2 separate regions of the Zea mays genome follow, and region 2 is linked to region 1. A link is a contact called in public Hi-C data. All regions are on one chromosome and are shown on one strand. The core of a region is the stretch at or near the end of the contact, and the rest is flanking DNA. Distances in the headings are between cores, read along the strand shown.

What was found. Hi-C and Micro-C count contacts between places; a contact is called where the count stands out from the background.
Region 2: a Hi-C map of leaf shows a contact between it and region 1, with 2.0 times the contacts expected there. The contact joins two enhancer-like sites. A contact is called at or near these places in 2 of 25 Hi-C or Micro-C datasets (bundle sheath and leaf).

Annotation. Positions count from the first base shown.
Region 1 is chr10:113,921,978-113,925,590 of Zm-B73-REFERENCE-NAM-5.0, forward strand. No RefSeq gene overlaps it. Among protein-coding and RNA genes, the nearest start is that of LOC103642717, 88 kb to the left of the region's middle. Within about 2 kb of position 1,869, at least 11 of the 20 cell types and tissues checked have an H3K27ac peak or open chromatin away from gene starts, as enhancers often do. A contact at or near this core is called in bundle sheath and leaf, where this site is marked.
Region 2 is chr10:114,081,419-114,085,031 of Zm-B73-REFERENCE-NAM-5.0, forward strand. No RefSeq gene overlaps it. Among protein-coding and RNA genes, the nearest start is that of LOC109943095, 29 kb to the right of the region's middle. Within about 2 kb of position 2,078, at least 12 of the 20 cell types and tissues checked have an H3K27ac peak or open chromatin away from gene starts, as enhancers often do. A contact at or near this core is called in bundle sheath and leaf, where this site is marked.

The DNA of each region.
Region 1 (3,613 bases), core at 619-3,118:
TCACTACTGTGATACTAAACTGAACCGATGTGTTCCTCTAAATATGACCTATGTATTAAATTGAACCGGTGTGTTCCTCTGAATATGACCTATGTACTAAACTGAACCGGTGTGCTCTGATCGATGACTCTCATTGGTAGCCCTATATATACTCTTGACCCCCCCCCCCCCCCCCCCCTTTAGATCGTAAATAGTTTTACATGTACTCCCTTCTAACCAGAAAAAAACATGCAATTCTAACACTCTCATGTTTTAGTATCTTAAATATGAACAAATATAACAAAAGAAGTATCAAAATTTACGATTTTAAATACATACAATTAGATTAAGTGCAACATATATTTTTATAATAAATAGCATTATGTTTCATATAAATAGCCATAAATATGAATATTATTTACTAAAACTAGATTAAACATAAATCAGTTTAACTAGAGATATAAATAATGACAATATAGAGATAGAGATACACATTACACTTATATAAATGATTATTTTAATTAGAAACTTCATGCCTCCACGATTCAGATGCATGAATTGTAGTGTCTATACTATATGTACTCACTCTACAGTCACAAATAAGTGACATTTCAGTTTGTTAGAAGTCAGCTTTTTCAAAGTTACATGTCTAGTAAATTGTTATTGCAACATATCCATAATAATACAGCAAAATGCATCCTGTTATGATGGAAACTATGTTTCAAGGCATACCTCCTCATATATATATACCCCTGTTGACACCTTTTCGGAGGCGCCAATTACTCAAGAGCACCAGCGGCGGTGCTCTCTGCACAGGGGCGGACGGTCCGCGGCCTGGTGCGAGGCGGCGGTGCTTTCTGGTCAGGCGCGGACGGTCCGCGGCACAGGGCCGGACGGTCCGCGACCTGGTGCAGGAGCCCGAGTTCCCTGCCTGACGGCCGGACGGTCCGCGCCCTAGGGCCGGACGGTCCGCGCGTGCGCAGGGGCGGCGGAAGACCGCCGACGGCGCCTGGATCTCGCTCCCGGGAGGGACCCCGTCGGGGAGGAGAGATCCTAGGTGGTGTCTAGGCTCAGGCCGGCCGACCTAGACTCCTCTAATCGACGTAGAGCCGAAGAGAGACGACGAATTTGGGGATTGGATAGCTAAACCTAAACTAGACTAGAACTACTCCTAGGATAAAATGCGAAATAGAAGTTGTATTGATTCGATTGTTGATGATTACAAATCGGCCGTAGACCTCTCTATTTATAGAGGAGGGGGGCTGGACCCTTTACACAACTGATTCCGAGCTAATCCCGCGAATATAGCTAACAACCATAGCACAAAACTCGGAACCCTAATCTGTTCTGCGCACGCGCGGACCGTCCGACCCACAGGCGCGGACCGTCCGGACCGCGGACCGTCCGGCCTCAGGGCCGGACAGTCCGCCGGCTCAAAACCGGTTCGAACAACCCCCTTCAAATTTTGCAAACACAATTAATTGGTGGTACTGAGCATTGTGTCAACTAAGGTGTTTTTTTTGTCAGAGTTTAGAATGGTAGACTTTTAAGATAACACCAATTCACCAAAACTCTAGTCGGGCAAATTTGATGGCCTTAGGGTGTTTGGTTCGTGACTAACCGTGTCACACTTTGTTTAAGGTTAGTCGTTCGAATTGAAGAAATAAGTTTAGACCTAAAAGTTAGCCAAAAGCGACAAATTAGACAGGAAACTAAATATGCCCTTAATCCGGCTGCTCCTAGCTGTGTTGGGGAAAAAAAGGAAGCCTAGCTCGGAGGCTTTGGTTCTCCTGTGACGTTTGTGCGCTGGTTCTCAACTGGGAATATGGGCTCCGGCGACTCCCGCCGGTTTGACCTCAAGGCGGCGACAGCCAGACACACACAGCCTAGCTGTCTGGGCATATGAGTACGTCGTTGTCTGATCCGCGGCCCACTTTGACTGTCCGTGTTTGGTTGGAGGATAGATGGAAGGGGCGCCCATAGTTTATATATCATGTGTTTGGTTACCTGTATTTGCGTTCTTGTATCATGGGATGCAATCAGCTGGTGTTCAGTTGTTGTCAACCAGGCTCTATGCGTGCGAGGTGTGTATTTGGTTACCTGCGTGTAGATGTGAAGTCAGGCTTGCACGATATTTAAAGTACCCTAAGTCAGGCTCTATAGACGCGAGCAAATTGGTCGCATCTCTGGAGCTAGGCTCCCGCCGGCTTGGCTCATACAGCCGGGCTATCAGTGCTAACAATCTCGGATAGATAGATATATACAGTCGTCGTCCACGACGAATGATGCGAAAGAGCCAAGGGCAGAGTCCGATTTGACTGGTAACTTCGCAAAAAGTTCAAATGGCTTAGAATAATATAGAAGAGAGGGTGAGTATTAGTGCATGTAGATGATAACTAGGAACAAACAAGGACGACGACGGCGACGACGAGCCCGTCTAGAATAGACTATATGCTACTACTGGCTCTTAGTTGTGGTACCTTAAAGTCACCATGCATCTTGATGGCGTGTGACGACGATGGATGGATGGCAATATTATTTGTGAAGAAAACTCAGCCAGGTTTCCTGCGGGCATGCATCTTGTTGGCTAACGACGAATAGACGCTAGCTGGATTCATTTCCTGTACTACTAGCTAGCTCATAGATTATGTCGATCTGACGCCGACAGTTATTAACATATGATCGAGAAACCTTCTGTACTTTTAGCTGTTGAATCGGAAGTAAGAGTTCTACGCTGTATATATAAGGACCACTTCGCGTTTTCAGCTGGTGCATGCAGGAAGGAGATGAAGAACGACAGCCAGTTTTTTATTTTTTTTTATGAACAGGATGCATTATTGTCTTGTGTTTGTAACAAGATTCTCAGTTGTGTGTTGTCCCTGTCATTTTCTTATCTTCGAGGGACCTCGCTCTCTACAGTACGACACATGTACTGCGTTTCTGAAGAAGGTGTGAACTCAAGTTTCATGCATTAAATCTGCTGGCTACATGTGCGTGGGCTAAGCATTGGGCATACAATGGTGATCAATATAAAGTCTTTTTAAGGTGTTTAAAGGTGCTGTTTGCAAAAAAAATAAGTTGAGCTATCTCTGGCTCTTAATTCAAGTAGCAACAGATGTCTTAGCTTTCACTTTACGAATTCGTCGTCTGTTTTATCGATCTGATGTTGTACAAGCGCATTTAATCATACATTTATTAATAGACTATATTTATAGACACTCAATTATATAATGAAGTCTTTTATGTTTAGAGAACAGTTTTGGTGTCTCTCCACTACACTACGTGCCCTTAAAGTTGTCATGTACCTTGTTCCATTCTCTCTGACTGATCCGCATTTACGTACCGTTGCATGCGGTAGTTAGTGTTGTTGAAACAGCAGCCGAATCATTCGTCAAAATGTTGAAAGTTCAACGAAAAGGGAAAACAACGGCACAGCCGAATTATTAGAGTTCTGTCCACACACCATCACATGCACTGTAAAATCTGGCTCTCGCTGAAGTGACCGAGTCTGCCACATTGCAATAGCACATGGCAGAAGGAACATTGCACGTGGAAAAAAATGTTTTGGAGGAATAATTATGATGGTGGTGTGGAAATCCCAAACATGTACACCTCCGGTTAGGTTTGATTTGGT
Region 2 (3,613 bases), core at 828-3,327, 160 kb after region 1:
TTAGATGACCCATTTTTTTATTTTTTTACTCTATTTTAAAAGACAATCTTATTTATGTCCATGGACATCCTAAGATCGTATTTGGACCTTGGACTCGATGCTATGTTAGACGATATAGAAGTAACATATCTCGATGATATATCTCATGGTGCTGAGGTTCAATGCCTCGATGATGTGATAGGATGACATGATGCTAGTGTGGCTAGAGCTCGGCTCCATTGATTCACAACGTAAAGGCTCGATGGCAAGATCTATAGTGCCCAAGCCTCCGCACCGTGAATCATGGCACCGAGTTATGGATCTGATCTTGACCCTAATTTATTATGGAACTGATCATAGCCCTATTGCTTGAAATACAATCATGTTGATCAACTAAATTGTCACATGCACGCAAATAAATAGAAAATAGTGAGTGCAATACACATAAAAACTATGCAAGTTAGAATATCACATTTGTTATTTTAGAATATTTCACCTTAATCGTTTTTCCATTAGCTAGCCTTCTAACAACAAACCTTCAAGGGCATTCAATACTAGACTTGCATAACCCTCTAAATCTTTCCTTTGATGACTTATCTATGCCTAGATCAAACTCCTCATTATAGAAAATTGACTCACGGCCAACCTAAATTCATCCATTGATGGGTACATTGTGCCAATATCCATTTTGGTGATCCTTATCATATGTAGTCACTATCTCATTTGGTATTGAATCACTAATAGTAATGGCAACATCATCAATACTATCATCTTGCTGCTCACGCATTGTACGACCATTTGTTTGAGCTCACTTTCTCCTTTCATCCTCATCCCTCAAGCCCAAGATTACAAATAGCTAATCCTCACCCAATGGTTGAATTCTTCCTTCCTCATCATGCATCTCTATTATTTTTAAGTTATCCTAATCGACTTGTGGGATAGGTGAAGAAGTCTCGACCAACAACAATGGAGCATTGGTATTGCTCCCCATGGCCACCTCTGAATCATCCTTGTTCGAAACAATTAGTAAATGAGGGACCTATAATTGATTGATTCATAAGTGTTAATAATTGGTTGTTCCAATCACAACTAATACAAGTCTTGACTAAAAAATATATTGGCAAGAATTATTATTGAAGATATTGATCAACAATACTTTGAGATATTTAAAACATGATCAGCAATGCTTTGTAGATGAATTAATTGGATCAGGTTCCATTCCACAAGCTTGGATTGTCGTGGTGACACGTCCATTCGTGCACCACCAAGTCTCAATGCAAGGACATGTTTGTTGTGGTGGATCACGACCACGGGGCATCGAGCGCGGCCGGCCAGCTCCCTTGCGCGTGGGTTTGTGGTCGAGGGCGACGAGGCCTTTTAGGCGATACGAGTGGCGACACATCTATGCATTTGTTTGATATGCAGAACAGAGGCGGCGGGCGTCTATGAGATACACAGGTACGATTCATACAAACAAAAAAGAGACTAGCACCTTACAAAATAAAGGAGGTCAGATTAGTCTTTTTTTCACAATTCAGTAAATGAAAAAATAAAAAATAACTATTAAAAAGATAAAATGTCAAGTAAATCGAGGTGTTAATGATGTGGGTGTCAAATTTACGAAATTAATCTTTAGAGTGTCAATAGTGCAAAGCCACTAGTTTAGGGTGTCAAAAATACAAATTTCTCATCCCAAAAAGTATCCGGTCTTAGGAGGGAACGAGGGATCAACTCACGGTCATGCGAGATATCAGTATACCACGCCACTCATTCGTGAATTTCGGCCAAGTGTGATTCTATTGCCACGTAGGAGTACTACCGATGATGGGAACTGGGAACGGAACGGACAGACAGATCCGTCGTCCATGGGTGGGAGTGGGACCATGGACAACTGGAGATAGATGGTTTTCATTTCGTGCTCAGAAGTCACCGTTCGACGGACTGGCATGATTGAATTGAATCCACGCAGCAAAGCAAAGGGTCCATGACCTTCACACACACGTTTGGGCTGGGGTTTCTCATCTCAGGTGTACTAGAGACGTGGACGTATAGGTCGCTGTGCACTTGCACTAGCGTCGCACTGCACGTCGATTGGATCCTTTGAGAGCTCAGGCAACGCGGTTTCTCTTTGTTGACGGCTGGCACCGTTGAGTATTGAGTGGTGCCATGTAGAGTACGTACGCGTTGTTGACCCTGGACTCCAGCGCTCCTTGTCCGGTAGGGATTGAAAAATCCAAATGGGTATCCTAATTTATCTAATATTCGTATGTGCTAAAACATGCAATTTTGGCATTCGTACTCGCTTCTAATACTGATACTAAATGATATATCTGAACTCGGTTTTTTCAGTATTCTTTCTCTAAGACATCCTCATTTAACACTATCCATATCAGGAAAGAAAACAAGGTATTGTGAACCTATTTAAAAATTTTATCTCTTAATTTTATTACTACTACTAAGGCATTAAAACCACTTAATAGTTTTTCAATTAATAACTTTGGTATTAATTTATAATTATCAATGATACATAAATAACAAATTGTTTTCAGTATTTTATTATTTTGTTTAAACTTGATATATATGTTGTTCCAAATTATTTTAGTACTTCATCTTATCAATTAATTAATGTAATTTATTTTATATAATTTACAATATTGTCATAAATATTTATATAAATATAATATTGATTAATTAATTGATATATCTAATCATTAAATATTTATTTGTAAAGAATATATACCTTGGATAACACAGACATATATGGATAGACCCATGGACTCAGTCTAGAGTCTATGGACTCGGTCATCATGATTAAAAGAAGTTTTAATATGAGGATGACTACTGAAGTAAAAATAAATTTCACAAAAATCTTAGTGGAATAGAAGAGATAATTGCAAAGTTCTAAATGAACACAATAAGATCCTAACATATAAGGTGAGATCCTAGCATATAAGGAAAGATCCAAACCGGTGAGGAAGACACGTTTGTAATTATAAAAGTATGTGATTAGATTATTAGATTAGATCTATCATGAAACCTACTCGTATTCAACTTTGTAACACCCCCTGCTTGAACTATAAAGGGAAGGGGACGAGGGCCTTCTGAGGGCAGATCACAACACAACGGATCATAAACATAGCCACTATAATACTGCACATAGAATATTATTATCTCTTGATGAGAGTCTGAATCTTGCGTATTTACCTTCAATTCTCAATATCACAATTTACCCCATAAATTCACTACTGAAAAAATTGATGACTATATTATTTGTATGAGCCATCCTTTTCTATGTTATATAAAAATACATTAGTGTGATAGTGTCTACTTGGGTAACAATTTTGTAGTTCCAAAAATATTGATAAAGCATAATGCTTATTTGTTTTTATCACTTTTATTTGAATTTCTTCACTTCAAATATTATTTTATTAAATAATATCCATTATAGTTTAGTTTAGTTTGATATTGGCAATTATTAGAAGTGTACTTTTATTTGGTTTATTATGTTTAATGACAAACTTAGTAGTGAAGTTTTATTTATGTATGTTAAATTTAAGAATATATGTTTTGACTTGAATTAAATAATTCATATTTAAGAATATCTATATTCATATTTGTATTTGAATTGAAACAT